Regions from separate parts of the Canis lupus genome. Here region 2 is linked to region 1. Evidence: chromatin contacts called from public Hi-C data. All regions are on one chromosome and are shown on one strand. Each heading gives the region's core, a stretch centred on a gene start, on an enhancer-like site or on the middle of the called end of the contact. The rest is flanking DNA. Distances are from core to core; before and after follow the strand shown.

What was found. Hi-C and Micro-C count contacts between places; a contact is called where the count stands out from the background.
Region 2: a contact with region 1 is called in a Hi-C map of blood, with 2.7 times the contacts expected there. The contact joins the promoter of ASCC1 here to the enhancer-like site in region 1. A contact is called at or near these places in 3 of 9 Hi-C or Micro-C datasets (amygdala and blood).

Annotation. Positions count from the first base shown.
Region 1 is chr4:23,367,790-23,371,600 of UU_Cfam_GSD_1.0, reverse strand. No RefSeq gene overlaps it. Among named protein-coding and RNA genes, the nearest start is that of PSAP, 30 kb to the right of the region's middle. Within about 2 kb of position 1,955, at least 7 of the 20 cell types and tissues checked have an H3K27ac peak or open chromatin away from gene starts, as enhancers often do. A contact at or near this core is called in blood, where this site is marked.
Region 2 is chr4:23,609,155-23,612,852 of UU_Cfam_GSD_1.0, reverse strand. It overlaps ASCC1 (activating signal cointegrator 1 complex subunit 1), which reads left to right and starts at 1,343. Exons shown (of 10, transcript XM_038534276.1): 1 at 1,343-1,581; 2 at 3,594-3,698. The coding sequence starts at 1,438. The region is part of intron 1 of ANAPC16 (anaphase-promoting complex subunit 16); the gene reads right to left.

The DNA.
Region 1 (3,811 bases), core at 706-3,205:
CAGTCCTTGGAGGCTGCTGACAAAGTGCCCAGAGTGGGGGGCTGATGAACAGCAGAAATGTATTTCTCCCAGTACCAGAGGCTGGAAGTTCCAGATCCAGAAGCCAGCATGGTCACGTTCCAGAGAGGCCCCTCTTCCAAGATGCAGACTGTCGATGTCTCATCATAGACTCACATGGAGAAGAAAAGCACCAGGAAGGGGATCCCTGGGTGGCGCAGTGGTTTAGCGCCTGCCTTCGGCCCAGGGCGCGATCCTGGAGACCCGGGATCGAATCCCACGTCGGGCTCCCGGTGCATGGAGCCTGCTTCTCCCTCTGCCTATGTCTCTGCCTCTCTCTCTCACTGTGTACCTATCATAAATAAATAAAAATAAAAAAAATAAAGAAAAGCACCAGGAGGCTCTCTGAGGTCCCTTTTATAAGAGCACTGGCTCCATTCGCGAGGCCTCCACCCTGATGACCGACCTACTGCCCCAAGGTCCCACCTCCTAATGGCATCACATTGGGGGTTAGGATTTCAACATGCGAATTTGGGGTAGACAGGAACGTTGTCTATCACAGAGGGTGACTGAGGCCAGGCTGGGGCCAGGGGAGGGTCCCCCAGGGAGCAGTCTGTGACTTCAGGCTGGCTGCCTTTGGTAACCTCTGCTGTGTCACCATGGGCCGGCGCCATGGTGAGGGTGCTGGCCTGGAACTGGGTGCTTGCAGGCACATCTGCTGCACAGCATCTGCGTGACTTGATCTTCAAGAAGCTGTGGAATGTCAGGGCCTCTGACGGCCTGGACAGCCAGAGAGGTAGCAGAGAACGGAGTCCTTCCAAACTCCAGAACTGTTCCTGTCCTCAGGGTGGCGTCCTCCAGGTCCAGCCTTATCTCTCCAGGGCCCTGCAGGTAGCATATTCTCTGTCTCCTCAGGGCCTTTGTACATGCTATTTCCTCTGCCCCCAAACCCTTTCCTACCTGCTGCACTAGCCTGATAACTCACCTTCCAAGTCTCACCTTAGATACCACCTCCTCTAGGAAGCCCTTCCTGACCCTCCTAAGTCTGAGTCAAGTGCCCTGGCAGCCCTGTAATCACCCATCAGAGCATTTATCTCTCACTCTCCCTATTCCTGGGTCTGTCTCCCCACTAGAGCTGTGAATCCACAGAGGGCAGGTCAGCTCTAGTTCTCTCCTGCATCCCCACAGGCCTGACACAGGGCTGGTGGTCATGGTTAATAATATCTAGGAACTGATGGATGACGCCAATGAATGGTGTAAACTGGAAGGTGTGGAGTGACTGCATTGCATCTGGAGGGACCAAGGGGAGAGATGCTGTGGGCAGCAGCATGTGCAGCTCAGAGAACGAGATCCTACAAATTTGGGGGACTGTGGGAGACTCAGGGGAGGGAAATGGCCCAGTGGTCTCATGCCTGGCTCCTGGCCAGTGTAAAGAAAAAGGAGCAGCAGGAAGAGCTCCCCTGAAGGAAGTAGGGTCTCTGGGGGTGGGAGATGGGGAGTTCAAGGGCCAGGGCCAGAGGAAGAGCCACATTGAGAGGGATGGTTGCAGGGGCAGGGATGTTGCTGGGGGTGGGGGGCTGTAGGGGGAGAGGCAGGATTCAGGATGGGGCAGGGAACCAAGGACTCTGGGACCCAGGCCTAGACCACAGGCTTGAGGAATACCCAAAGCTGCCTTCTTCACATGAGCCCAGGGGCAGGCCTCGTTAGTATTTCTAACTCTAATATAAAATCCAGGGGCCTCAACTCCTTCATTTTAGGGATGAGTGTGAAACGGGGACCCAGGGATGGGGTGACTGGGCCAGGGAAGCGGCAGGCCCGCGGCAGGGCCTCTGAGCAGCAGGGAGAGGTGGGGACAGGGTGGAATTCAGGCCTCCGCCTCCTTCCTCTCTGGGGTGGAAGGTGCGAGGTGCCCGGTGGTCCTCAGCACTTCTGCAGGCCTCGGCCTCAGCCCCATTTGACAACCCAGGTGGCCGAGGGGTGGGGGGGGCTTTCCCCGAGGTGTGGTGGGCAGTGCAGAGGAGCTCCGGAGAGAGTTCCTGAGGAGGGGGGAGCCCGGGTGCTGCCGGAGGAGGTGGCCCGGGAGGGAAGGAGGGAGGGAAGGAAAGAGGGAGGGACGGAAGGAGGAAAGGAGGGAGGGAAGGAGGGAAGGAAGGAGGGAGGGAGGGAGGAAAGGTGGGAAGGAAGGAGGAAAGGAGGGAAGGAAGGAAGGAGGGAAGGAAGGAAGGAAGGAGGAAAGGAGGGAGGGAAAGGAAGAAAGGAGGAGGGAGGGAGGGAAGGAGGGAAGCAGGGAGGGAGGCAGAGGCGCGCTGCTGGCGTCCGCGGGATGAGCCGGGGCTGCGGGAAGGGGCGAAGCGACCGGGCCGCGTGGGCGCCGCGCTGTGGACGCGCGCAGGTGTCGGCCCCGCCGCGGGCCTCCGGGGGCCCCACCGCCCAACCCCGGGCCCCCCACCCCCACCCCCACCCCCACCCCCAGGGGCGGCCTGAACCCGAACGTGCAGGCCCTCCGCGCGCTTTCGGATCCTCTTTCGCTTCTCCTTCCTTGGAGAGCCGACTGCGGGGTCCGCGGGGACGACCTGAAACTGCGTTTCGAAAGAGGATGAGGATCTGGGCGCCGGGGGTCTTGCGCAAGGGGCGGGGCGGGGGGAGGGGAGGGGAGGGGAGGGGGGGAGCGGGGTGTCCTCGGAGCGAGCGGGGCCCGGGCGGGAGCTGCCCCAGAGCCTCCGCCCCCGCCCCCGCCGCCCGCCCCGAGCCCCGGAGAAGTCGGGGCCACGCTCCCTGCTGGGGGGCGGGGGGCGCCTGGCGGGCGGGGAAGCCCAGGAGTTGCCGGCTCTGTTTTATTTTACGATGAAACTATTTTGGGGGGCGCCTGGGGGCTCAGCGGCTGAGCGTCTGGCTTCGGCCCCGGGCGTGAGCGGGGTCCTGGGATCGAGGCCTGCCCTGCGGGGAGCCCGCTTCTCCCTCGGCGGTGTCCCTGCCCCTCTCTGTGGGTCTTCATGAATAATAAATAAAATCTTTATTTTTAAAAATTCAACCGCTTAAACTTGTAAACGTGAAATTCCAAGTCTGACTTTCTTCTTTCTTTCCTCCTTCTTGCCCAAGGTCACCAGAGAGTTCGTGGGAGAGCAGGGACCCAATCCAAGCTTGATTCCGAGGCCGAGGCCGGGGCCCTCTGGCCAGTGCTCGGGGTAGCAAGACAGTGGACTGCCAGGACCTCTCCCCTGCCTTCTTCTTTCTTCTTCCTCTGGACAAATTTTTCTTTCTTTCCTTTTCTTTCTTTCTTTTTTTTCTCTCCTTTCTCTTTTTCTGCTCGTGTCTCTTTTAACAGATATTTCCTGAGGACCTATCATGGGCTACGGGATGTTCTGGGCCCAAGGATGTGTCACTGAACAGACATGGTTCCTGCTTCTGCGAAATCACTGTGTAGTGAAGGCAAGTTGACAAATAAGTGGGAAAACAAGTGCATAACTATTAATTGTAGTAAGGATTCTGAAGGTTTGGTGTGCATCATATTTTTTTTGCATGCAAATGCATGCAATTTTCTATATTGCACATGCGTAGGCTTTTTATTTTTCATTTCTTTAAAGATTTTATTTATTTTTAGAGAGAGAGAGACAGAGAGAGAGAGAGAGAGAGAGAGCATGCACAATTCAGGGGAGGGGCAAAGGGTGAGGGAGAAAGAATCTCCAGCTGAGCACAGATCCTCCTACCAGCCCGAGATCATGACCTGAGCTGAAATCAAGAGTCCTCTGCTTAACTGACGGAACCACCCAGGTGCCCCATATGTAGGCTTTTAAAAAAACACAAGGATCATATA
Region 2 (3,698 bases), core at 94-2,593, 240 kb before region 1:
AAGAGGGAAGGTGCCCTCCATCTATGCACTTGACACTCTCATTTTTAAGGTTCAGGAGTTCAAGAAGAATTCTATGATCTAGGAAAACAGGGGTGGTGGTGGTGAAATGAGTTGTCTTTCTATCCTCGAGGCCTAGCACAACCTGGGTCAGAACGTTTCCTGAATGAATACCGAACAAATGACAGAACGCAGGGCTAGTGGCTCAGCAAAGGTTACACGGGAGGGATGGAGAAGCGGGCTGTCACGAGGGTTGGTCCATTATTGAGGTTTTTTTTTTTTTTTTTTCTTTTTTTTTTCCCTTCCTCATTCTGCAGATCTAATACATTTTGTATTAACACAACTCTCTCCCACCCCAGGCTGCTGGGCCCCAGGCAGGTCCTCAGCAAAACTCTGCCTAATGAATAAATGTTCATGATGAAGTAGCCTGGGCTTTGGCTCTCGAAGGGAAGCTGAGTCCGCTGGCCTTAGAGATGCCCAGAGCCGAGCAAGACCACCCTGGGGGGGGGGGGAGGGGGGGCGCGGGGCGCAGCATGATCAACCATCTACTCCAGGTACGACAGGGATGACTTCCGTTTTCATCAACTTTACTTCCTGTCGGATGTATACCTATTAAAAAGAATTCCTCCCTTTAGAATAAGTCTCCTTATGAAAAAGATGCTTTAGGAAAGTATTTCTGGCACGATGCCAGATTATTAGAAGCAATCGTCGAATTCCACCATCAACAAATCGTTCCACTTGAACCGCGAGCTCACCACCCAAACCGAGGCAGCAGCTAAACACCAGGTGCGGTGGCGAGGGAAAAAAAAAAAAAAAAAAAAAAAAAAAAAAAAAAGGAGGGGGTGCTGGAAACCGCGGGGGAAGAGCGCCCGCGGCTGCCGAACCAACTCCAAGGCAAGCTTTTCCTGCCCTTTTCCCGCTCGGTCTCAAGGGGGCGATGCTACCCGCGCCGCCCCACCGCGCAGGCGCCAGCTCTCCGCGCGCATGCGCACCCCGTCCGGCGCGGCCTAAGGAAATTTCCTCTCACGCTCCCACCGAAGCAGGCTCCAGTCTCTCCTCCTATCTTCTCCATTTTACTAGTCCCTGCAGGTAGGATCCCACGGATCGACTCCCTTCCACCAAGCTCCCGGGGGGTCCCTAAGCCCTCGGCCACTTACCTCAGCGGATTTGGCGCTTTCCCCTACAGCCCCGCCCCCAAGGGCCAGCCAGAGCGGCAGCGTTTACAACGACGAGGACGGCGGCGTGCGCGCGCCCGCGCGGAGGAAGCCGGCGACGTGCGCGCGCCCGCGCGCCGGGAGGGGCTGGTGGGGGCGTGGCCGGGGCGAGGCCGGGGCTGGATCGCGCGCTCCCGCAGAGGACTTCCGGGTCTTGCGCGCCTACCTGGCTTTACGGCGGGGGTCCTGCCGCCCCGGGGTTCCTCGCTTTTTTTGGCTTGTTTTTATGATTCAAGGCTTCACCTTCCCCCACGACATCGAAGGCCCTCTGCTCTCCGCGCTCTCCAGACTGCCACGAAGCAGGGTTACGCGGGTCAGCCCCCCGTCTTTCAGACAGTCTCGTAGGCCCGGTGCCCTACGGGAAAGGCAGGTGAAGTTTGCTGTCCCTTACTCCAGAGCCGAGGTCTGAGGGTCCGACCTAATCATCAAAGGCTCCTTTTGTGAAGCGCCTATTTTTTATTTTTTAATTTTGTGAGGCCCTGTGGAATAGGCCACCACGGGCGTAATGTCAGAACTCTGTTGCTGATGGATCCCGGCGTCGTCCGAGGGTTTATCTTCCATGGTGTTACTTCTCACAACGCAAAATCCCCCCTTGGTTCTGTAATCACGTCACCAACCACAGTGACGTCACTAACCACAGCGACGTCACTTGCTGAGGGTTGGATTGGGCTTTAAGGACTTAGTGCATTGATCAGTTGCACTTACTTGTGCACATGATCAATGCACAAGTGCATTAAGTGTTTTGGGGGCTTTAGTTGTTTATTTTTTTATTTAATTTTTTTAAAGATTTTATTTATTTATTCATGATAGACACAGAGAAAGAGAGAGAGAGAGAGAAAGAGACACAGAGACACAGGCAGAAGCAGGCTCCATGCAGGGAGCCTGACGTGGGACTTGATCCTGGGACTCCAGGATCAGGCCCTGGGCTGAAGGCGGCGCTAAACCGCTGAGCCACCAGGGCTGCCCTGGGCTTTAGTTGTTTAAATTGAAACTTAAATTTTAATGCACTGTTTAAAGTTTAAATTTTAATGCATTACATTTTAATGCCTTTTGTGCCCAAAATGCACAAGTGCATTAAGTAATTGTTTTGGGGCTTTTTCTTTAATCGTGGGCTTCCAAGACCGTAACCTATGTGGTTAGGAACATTGGTTGAACTTAATCACAGCTAGCCAGTAAGGAACCTTTGTTTCCTTAATTCTTTTTTTTTTTTTTTTTAAAGATTTTATTTATTTATTTGTGAGAGACCACAGAGAGAGAGGAAGAGACATGGGCAGAGGGAGAAGCAGGCTGCCCGTGAGGAGCCTGATGCGGGACTCGATCCTGGGACACCAGGATCACGACCTGAGTGGAAGGTGGATGCTCAACCACTGAGCCACCCAGGTGCCTTGTTCCCTTAATTCTTGGCTCATTATGTGGTGACTAGAAGCTTGGCTTCTCAATGAGCGATGTACATCTTTGAGGAGTGGCCTATAGAAATGGATTCCTCCCCTCAGCAGTGTGTTGGTTTGAAGAACCATGTCGGTTAAGTCATGTTTTAACTGTTCTGATGGGCAACAGGACCTAATTCTGAGGTATATATTTCTTGCACCTCTAAAAGTACTTAGGGGTTATTTATTCCCCCGAAGGATAAGTGTGCTACACATTCCTAATCCTCTTAATTATCATGCTGGATAAAAAGAGTGAGACACTTAGCGAATGGTTAGATAAACACAGAAGGTTGTATCCTACTTCAAGTTAAAATAATAAAGACATCTGTTCTCTCAAACTCACAGACAGGCTGTATAGAGAGCGAAGAGTATCTTTTAATCACCATTTCTTAGAGTGCTGAAATAGTTTACAAATTACTGTCTAGGGGCACCTGGCTGGTTCAGTTGGTGGAGCAAGTGACTCTTGAGCTCAGGGTTGTGAATTCGAGCCCAATTTTGGGTGTGGAGATTACTTAAAAATAAAATATTTGGAAGCAAAAACAGGGACGCCTGGGTGGCTCAGCGGTTGAGCACCTATCTTTGGCCCAGGGTGTGATCCTGGGACCCGGGATCGAGTTCCGCATCAGGCTCCCCGCATGGAGCCTGCTTCTCCCTCTGCCTGTGTCTCAGCCTCTCTTTCTCTGTGTCTCTCATGAATAAATAAATAAAATCTTTAAAAAAAAAAAGAAAGCAAAAACAAATCACTGTCTAGAGTGAACCAGGCATGGAATGCTGTCGTGGAAAATACAAAAACTGACTTAAAATAGCTTGCAGATTGGGGAAATCTAATGGAAACAGTGCTGCTTTTGTTTAGGACGTGCTGTGAACTGATATCTAATTACATAATGATCCATAAAATAGAGATAGGATTTTTATTTCTGATTAAAACAGGGTAAGGTGATCATTTGTTTTTCAGGATTTCACTAGAATATTGTTCAAAGAAAGTATCATGGAAGTTCTGCGCCCACAACTTGTAAGAATTGGTGGACGGATTTATAGAAAAAATCCCATCCAAGAACAG